Linked DNA regions of Zea mays: region 1 is linked to region 2. The links are chromatin contacts, called in public Hi-C maps. All regions are on one chromosome and are shown on one strand. Each heading gives the region's core, a stretch centred on a gene start, on an enhancer-like site or on the middle of the called end of the contact. The rest is flanking DNA. Distances are from core to core; before and after follow the strand shown. Region 1 holds the start of LOC103652644 (clathrin heavy chain 1). Region 2 holds the start of LOC103651650 (E3 SUMO-protein ligase SIZ2).

Region 1 (3,328 bases), core at 483-2,982, 270 kb before region 2:
TAAATTTCAGTAAGAGAATACCTCTGGGGCTCCAGGTGCAATTCCAATAAGTACAAGCCACTTCTCCGCTGGGTCACATCGATAGTTGATGATCTGATTGTTTGCCAGATTAGCTGTCCTATCAAACATCTTCAAGGGCTCAGAATCACCTTCAATCGACCAGTGGTAAACAGATGTTTGTGTCACTAAACCCAACAATTTGGGAGTGATCCATTTCCAGAATACAACCTGCAGTTGAAAAGTAAATATATCGAACATGTTACTTCAAGTACATCTCATTGACAGCTAGGAAAAGAGTCATATGCAAAAAATCATATTGAAAAGTCTTTTGTACCTGCTCCGGCATCTGGTGGGACTTGACCTTAGTCTTAGCCTCGATGTTGAATATTTGGAGGTGATCCTGTGTTGTTCCAGGTATTTGGGCTGCAAAAAATCAGCAGATGTTTACCATTTTTACAACTATTCTCAAACTATACGTTAAGCAGCTATATATAGCTACTGGTACTCGATGTCTGAACCAGTCATTTGATTTGGTAATTGCTAGCATCAATATCCATGCTGTAGTAGAGTATCCGAGCCAACAGCAATGTGACAAGTAAGAACTCCGTGCTCGAACATAAGTTAAACAAGCAATGCCCAATTATAAGAAAATAGGAAGCCGTCGATCCAATGTGAGCAGCAACACCGAAGACTAAAACAGAGTAGAATTACAATCCTAATGGTTCCATGCTATGCTAAACTAAATTGGATCTGGCTTGTTGCAGTGACAATGACTATATGAATTACAAATGTATGGCAGGCTAGAATTATAGCACCCCATGTTGCCAGAGCCTCGTTCGTTCTACATGGCTTGCACACAGGATCAGGCTGCACAGATCTTAAGCAAAGGCTTGATGTCACTATCTAGTGCAAAATTCAGCCGCCATAGTAGGAAACCAGAAACTTAGGTCGCTGCGGAATTCCTAGAGAGGCGACTGACTATTCAACAGGGACTTTGACTAGAATGGGCATGATGAGAATGAGATCCCACGAAGTGGAGTGCACCGAATGGGCTAGATCTATAGGAGGTGCGGGCGGTAGGTAGAGGCAGCAAGTCCGAACCTTTGAGGGCGAGGATCCTGGTGTTGGGGTTCATGAGGGCGGAGTCGGCGGTGATGGGCCGTCGGAGCGGCTGCATGGGCATGGCCATGTCGATGATGACGACGCTGTTCTGCGGGGAGGTCTCGCGGACGCAGATGTACTTCTCCGACTCCATGGTGACGTGGGTGAAGGTGACGAACTGCGGCGCGATGCCCAGGCTCGTGAGCTGCGGATAACGAGCAACGAATGATCGGTGAGTGAGTGGATGGAGATCTGTACTGCATAATAGAGGAGAGGGAGGTGGCGGAGGTATTACCGTGAGCGCCTCGCGCATGGCGATGGGGGCGTTGGCCGCCGCCATGGCAACGGGCGGCGGTGCCGAGATCTCTCTCGGCTAGCCTGAGGTGGAAGGGGGAGGGAGGCAGTCGGGATCCGGGGAGAGAAGGAGAGATCTGATCTAAGCAAGCGACGCGACGGAACCAACCAGCACAACACAGCGGTGCGGGCCGCGGGGAGCCGGGGAAGGGGAAAGGAGAGAGAGAAGACAGCACGAGATGCCGGGGAATTTTTAGTTACCCAGGAGGTTGAAGAGGATAATCCCTTTTGGCTGCCATCCCTTTTTATTCAATTTCAATCCTCTCACCGCATCTCTAACTGGACAAGTTTTTAGTGGCGTCCCTACCATGTGAACATGATTCAATCTGAGACAGTGTTAGTTTACCAAGGCCTTGTTCGTTTCTATCAGATTGGTGGGTCGGAACAATTCCTAACCGGATTGTTTCTCTAATTTATATAAACTTTGATTAGGGGGAACGATTCCGGGTGCAATTCGACATAAGCGAACAAGCCCTAAAGGGCAAAACAAAAATTGCAAAGGAAGTGACAGATGCTATTTTTTATTTTTTATTACTGTCTTCATTCTAAATAAATCAAAAAATCACCACTGATTTATAACGACTTAGGCCTTGTTTAGATGCAACTTAGTTTTTAAGAAAACAGTTTTTATCTTTTAGCTATGAAAAAACTTTTAGCTATGAGAGATCATCTTTTTGGTTTTTAAGAAACTGATAATCTAATTTCTATAAACTGAGTCATAAAGTGGTACGTTTGTAATCACCTCAATTTCTATAAACCGGTATCATAAAAATTGTGTGCTTCCAAATATGGCCTTAATTTTGTGAACATGGTGTAGCTAATGATCATAGAAGAAACATGAGAGCTCGTGATAATAAAAGCAAAAACTACATATAAAGTCAAATCTCTAATATACTTAAAGCATCAGTTTCATCGGCCGTCTCACGTCATAATTTTATAAAAAACCATCACCTTTTCTTTAATCGGCCAACACTTCTATCCTCCTCTTCCTAGCGTCAGGTCCGGAGGAGACGGTTCAGTCTATCACATGATCCGATTCTCCGCGCTTAACCGAACTCCATCGATATAAACTCCCTCCTCTACTTCCCCAATCAATCGCGCAGCCGCCGCCACTCCCCTCCTCTCTCCACATCGCAGGAGCTCAAGGCCACCACCAGCCACATCAAGCAGTTCTCGCAGGACCTCACCAAGGGCTTCACGTGCACCCAGAGTCGCGCCAATCTCGCGGCGGGGGAGCCACCGCCCACCGCACCCTCGGCACCGACACCGCCCTCGAGGCCCACACCCAGCGCCGCCGCTGCGCGTAGCTCGACCGCACCAAGTCCGATGCGCAAACTTGTTGTTTTCTAGGCGGCGGGGATGGCATGCTCGAGACGGCGTATGGCGTGCCAACTACGAGGAAACCTAGGCTACGACAATGATCGTTGTCCACGAACGCGAGCTTGTCCCACCGCACAACCTCCGCGAGACCTGCCGCGGAGAGCGATGCTAGATCGGAGTGGCGCAGGATGGTGGTGACGATGAAGTGTTGCTTCTCGTACGTGGCCGGCACCACACCCTACTATAGTCGTTGCTCTTCGGGCCCCTTTTCCGACGACGACTTCCATGCTGTCTCCACCGCCATCTCCGGGAAACCCCAGTAAGATATCCATCTGCCCATGTTTCTATCGCCACTCGCAGCCCAACTGCTCTACGAAATGCTCCTATAGCAGTATAGCCTGTATAGTTAGCCTACACAGTCTTGTCATTCTGTGTGCCTTTTCCATGTCCACTAATATATCGCAATAGTTGATGCAAAAGACAAGAACGTAGTAGCAAGGTGTCAAAAATACAGAAATATCAAGTAACTAGGAATCTCTAGGATCCAGCAAAG
Region 2 (3,228 bases), core at 662-3,161:
GAACTCAACGAGAAGTTATTCGTTAACACGCAGCAGGCCCCTACCTGGCGCGCCAACTGTCGGCGTTTCGACCCGGGGGGTCCCTGGACCGATGAGTAAATTTGTCGCTGCGCGTCCCAGCCCAGATGGGTTGGCGCGAGATGGAACACAAGGAGGAAAAACACGGCTCGTGTTACCCCGCGCCAGGGGGTGTGTGCTTGCAGTAGGGGTTACAAGCGTTCGCGCGCGAGAGAGTGAGCCTGTTCGTCAGCTCGTTCTCCCGCGCGACCCTCTCGCATGAAGGCCCTGGACCTCCCTTTTATAGATGCAAGGAGAGGGTCCAGGTGTACAATGGGGGTGTAGCTATGCGCTAACGTGTCCGGTAGAGAGGTGCCTGAGCCCTGTGTGGCTGTGTACATGCCAACGTGGCTGTTGGAGAGGTGTTATAGCCCTGTGTACGCGGTATCGTGGCCGTCGGAGGAGCGCTTGAGCCCTGTAGAAGCACAACTGTCGGTGCTGCTGGGATCTTGCTGACGTCTCCTTGATTCCGTAGGGGGCCGAGAACCACCGTCGTCATGGACGCACACGGGGAGCCATCATTACTTGTTACCGGGGCGAGCCAGATGGGACGCCAGTCTTGTTCCCCCGTAACCTGAGCTAGCTAGGGGTAGGGTAATGATGTATCCCCGTGGCGCGGTCGGTCCGAGCCCAAGGTTGAGCGAGGCGGAGACTTCTCCTGAGGCCGAGGCCGGGGTCGGGCGAGGACGCGATTCCTCCCGAGGCCGAGGTTGAGGCCGAGCCCTGGGGTCGGGCGAGCGGAGATCTCCTTCCGAGGCTGAGGCCTAAGGTCGGGCGAGGCAGAGCTTCATGTTGCGCCTGAGGCTGAACTTGGCTGTTGTCAGCCTCACCCTGGCGGGTGGCACAACAGTCGGAGCGGGGCGAGCGACGGTGTTTTCCCGTCAGGTCGGTCAGTGAAAGGGCGAAGTGACTGCGGTCACTTCGACCTTGCCGACTGAGGCACGTGTGTCAGGATAAGGTGTCGGGCGATCTTCGCATTGAATGTGCCTGCGATACGGTCGGTTGGTGAGGCGATTTGGCCAAGGTTGCTTCACAACGAAGCCTGCCCGTGCTGGGCTTCGGGCGAGTCGAGGGTGCGCCCGTTGCTTGAGGAGGCCCTCAGGCGAGGCGTGAATTCGTCCAGGACTACTGTTCCCGCCCGAGGCCGGGCTTGGGCGAGGCGAGATCGCGTCTCTTGGTAGACGAGGCCTTGACCTGAACCGCGCCCATCAGTCTTTGCTGTTTGTGCTGATGGTGGTTATCAACCGTGTTTAGGAGTGTTAGGGGTACCCCTAATTACGGTACCCGATAGATTTGTTGGTTCGACAGTATATTGACAAAGACCACAAATCATAATGACAAAATTGCCAATGGCTCAATGGTATAAATATTTAAGTTTTAAAATTATATATATAATCTTAAAGATCATTTGTATTTTTTGAGAGCTTTTAAAACAAAATAGTGCATGTATAATATCAGCCCGGCACAATTAGACACTATAGTATAGTGCCGGGGCCGTTGGTTAAACACTAATACCCACGGTTACTAATAGCGCTAAATAGTACCGCGTCTAACAGTGCTAGTGCCGTGTCGGGCGGCCCGTTTGGCCATCTACAGGGCTATCACCAGCAGGCCCAAAGGCCGGCTAGGCGGTTGAGATAATTTGGGCCGCAGCTAGGCGGACCAAGAACGCGTACCGTTCCACCTGTTGGCTTGGCTAGCGCTTTCGTCTTCCTCCGCTCCACTCGATGCACGCACGTGGAGAAGAACACCGCCGCCGCCGCCAGCGCTACCGGGTTTTCGCAGCAAAAAAATAAAAAAAGGAAAAGGAGAGGGTGGGGTGTAGGCAGGGGGGGGGGGGGGGGGGGGGGGGGCGCCACTGCTTCTCTTCAAGACCCGATTCCACTCGCGTGTCTGCCCGCCGGCCAGACCTCGAGGAAACAAGGCCTTACTTCCTTGATTACATGGCGTCGCCGGACGACCCCGTGCTCTCCGCTTGCAAGGTACGGACTCCCTTCCATCTTCTTTCTCTCTTGTTAAGCTACCTAGAGCCCTCTGCCGACTCGATTCATTCCCTCCCATACCCTAGTGCCACTCGTATGCTTTTTCACGTACCACTCCCAAATTCAGTTGCCTCACTCTTTTGCCTATCATTCTTTTGCACATAATCTTGTAGTGTACTAGCTCTTAGTGTCCCCGCAAAGCCGTGCCTTCGTCCTCTCTCCTTCTGTCCTTTGCACCGACTTCATTTACAGCTGCCGTCTTACGTTTTTTTTTTGTTCTAAACAACTGCTGGGATTCTAGCTACCTCGAAATTGATTTCTGGTCGGATAGGATTTGGTTGATTCCAATACATCGCTCTTTCTTGACCCTGTGGTAACATGGTACATGGCCCACTAACATTTGCTCTACTAACGCTTCATTGTAGAAAAACTTGAGCCACTTCAGAATAAAAGAGCTCAAGGATGTTCTACACCAACTTGGACTTTCAAAGCAAGGAAAGAAGCAGGTTTGCGCACTGCAACCTCCTCTACCTACTCTATTCACAATGAACACCCATTGCCCAAGTGCTCTATGTTATTGTGTTAAAGACGTCGGGATAGCCTCGATCTTTAATAGCTTAAGCATATGCTAAAATTCACCCAACACAATCATCTATGTGCCTTTTAATATTCCTTCTTGGGGGATTTGGAAGTTATTACCCATTATGAATTTATAGCCAAGTTGGTCTTGGTGTTTTTGTTTTGGTTTGCAGGACCTAGTGGACAGAGTTATGGCAGTGTTGTTGAGCCAGCAAGATCAAGGTACATTCCATTCTTTATCTCCAAAATGTATTGTTTTGTGTTACTATTTTTCAAGCATGAGAAATAATTTCAGCTTTATTCTTGTAGCCTTTGAAACGAATGGCTTACCAAAGGCAAAATCAGCGGTGAAAATAGTGGAGGACACATTTAGGTGAGTCCATAATATTTTTTGTTCACAACTTCACATTGACTTGTCTGTACGGCTGTAAATTTCCTGATAGGCATTAATGAAATCTTGGCAAACTATCGCTTGTTGCTTCCTGTTTCAAGAAAAATGCAAGACCCTACAAATACTGTTGCAGTCTCAAGGAGCCACGAATTAGGAGACAGTGTTACGTGTAAAAAGAAACCGGATGATTCTGCTCAGGCAGTTAAGGTTCGTTGCCCT

The links. Hi-C and Micro-C count contacts between places; a contact is called where the count stands out from the background.
Region 1: a Hi-C map of ear shows a contact between it and region 2, with 1.9 times the contacts expected there. The contact joins the promoter of LOC103652644 here to the promoter of LOC103651650 in region 2. A contact is called at or near these places in 2 of 25 Hi-C or Micro-C datasets (ear and leaf).

What each region holds. Positions count from the first base shown.
Region 1 is chr3:235,311,215-235,314,542 of Zm-B73-REFERENCE-NAM-5.0, reverse strand. It overlaps LOC103652644 (clathrin heavy chain 1), which reads right to left and starts at 1,732. Exons shown (of 29, transcript XM_020550623.1): 1 at 1,397-1,732; 2 at 1,102-1,306; 3 at 335-423; 4 at 22-228. The coding sequence starts at 1,441.
Region 2 is chr3:235,040,362-235,043,589 of Zm-B73-REFERENCE-NAM-5.0, reverse strand. LOC103651650 (E3 SUMO-protein ligase SIZ2) reads left to right here and starts at 1,911. Exons shown (of 16, transcript NM_001361450.1): 1 at 1,911-2,039; 2 at 2,465-2,545; 3 at 2,792-2,840; 4 at 2,928-2,991; 5 at 3,111-3,228. The coding sequence starts at 2,001.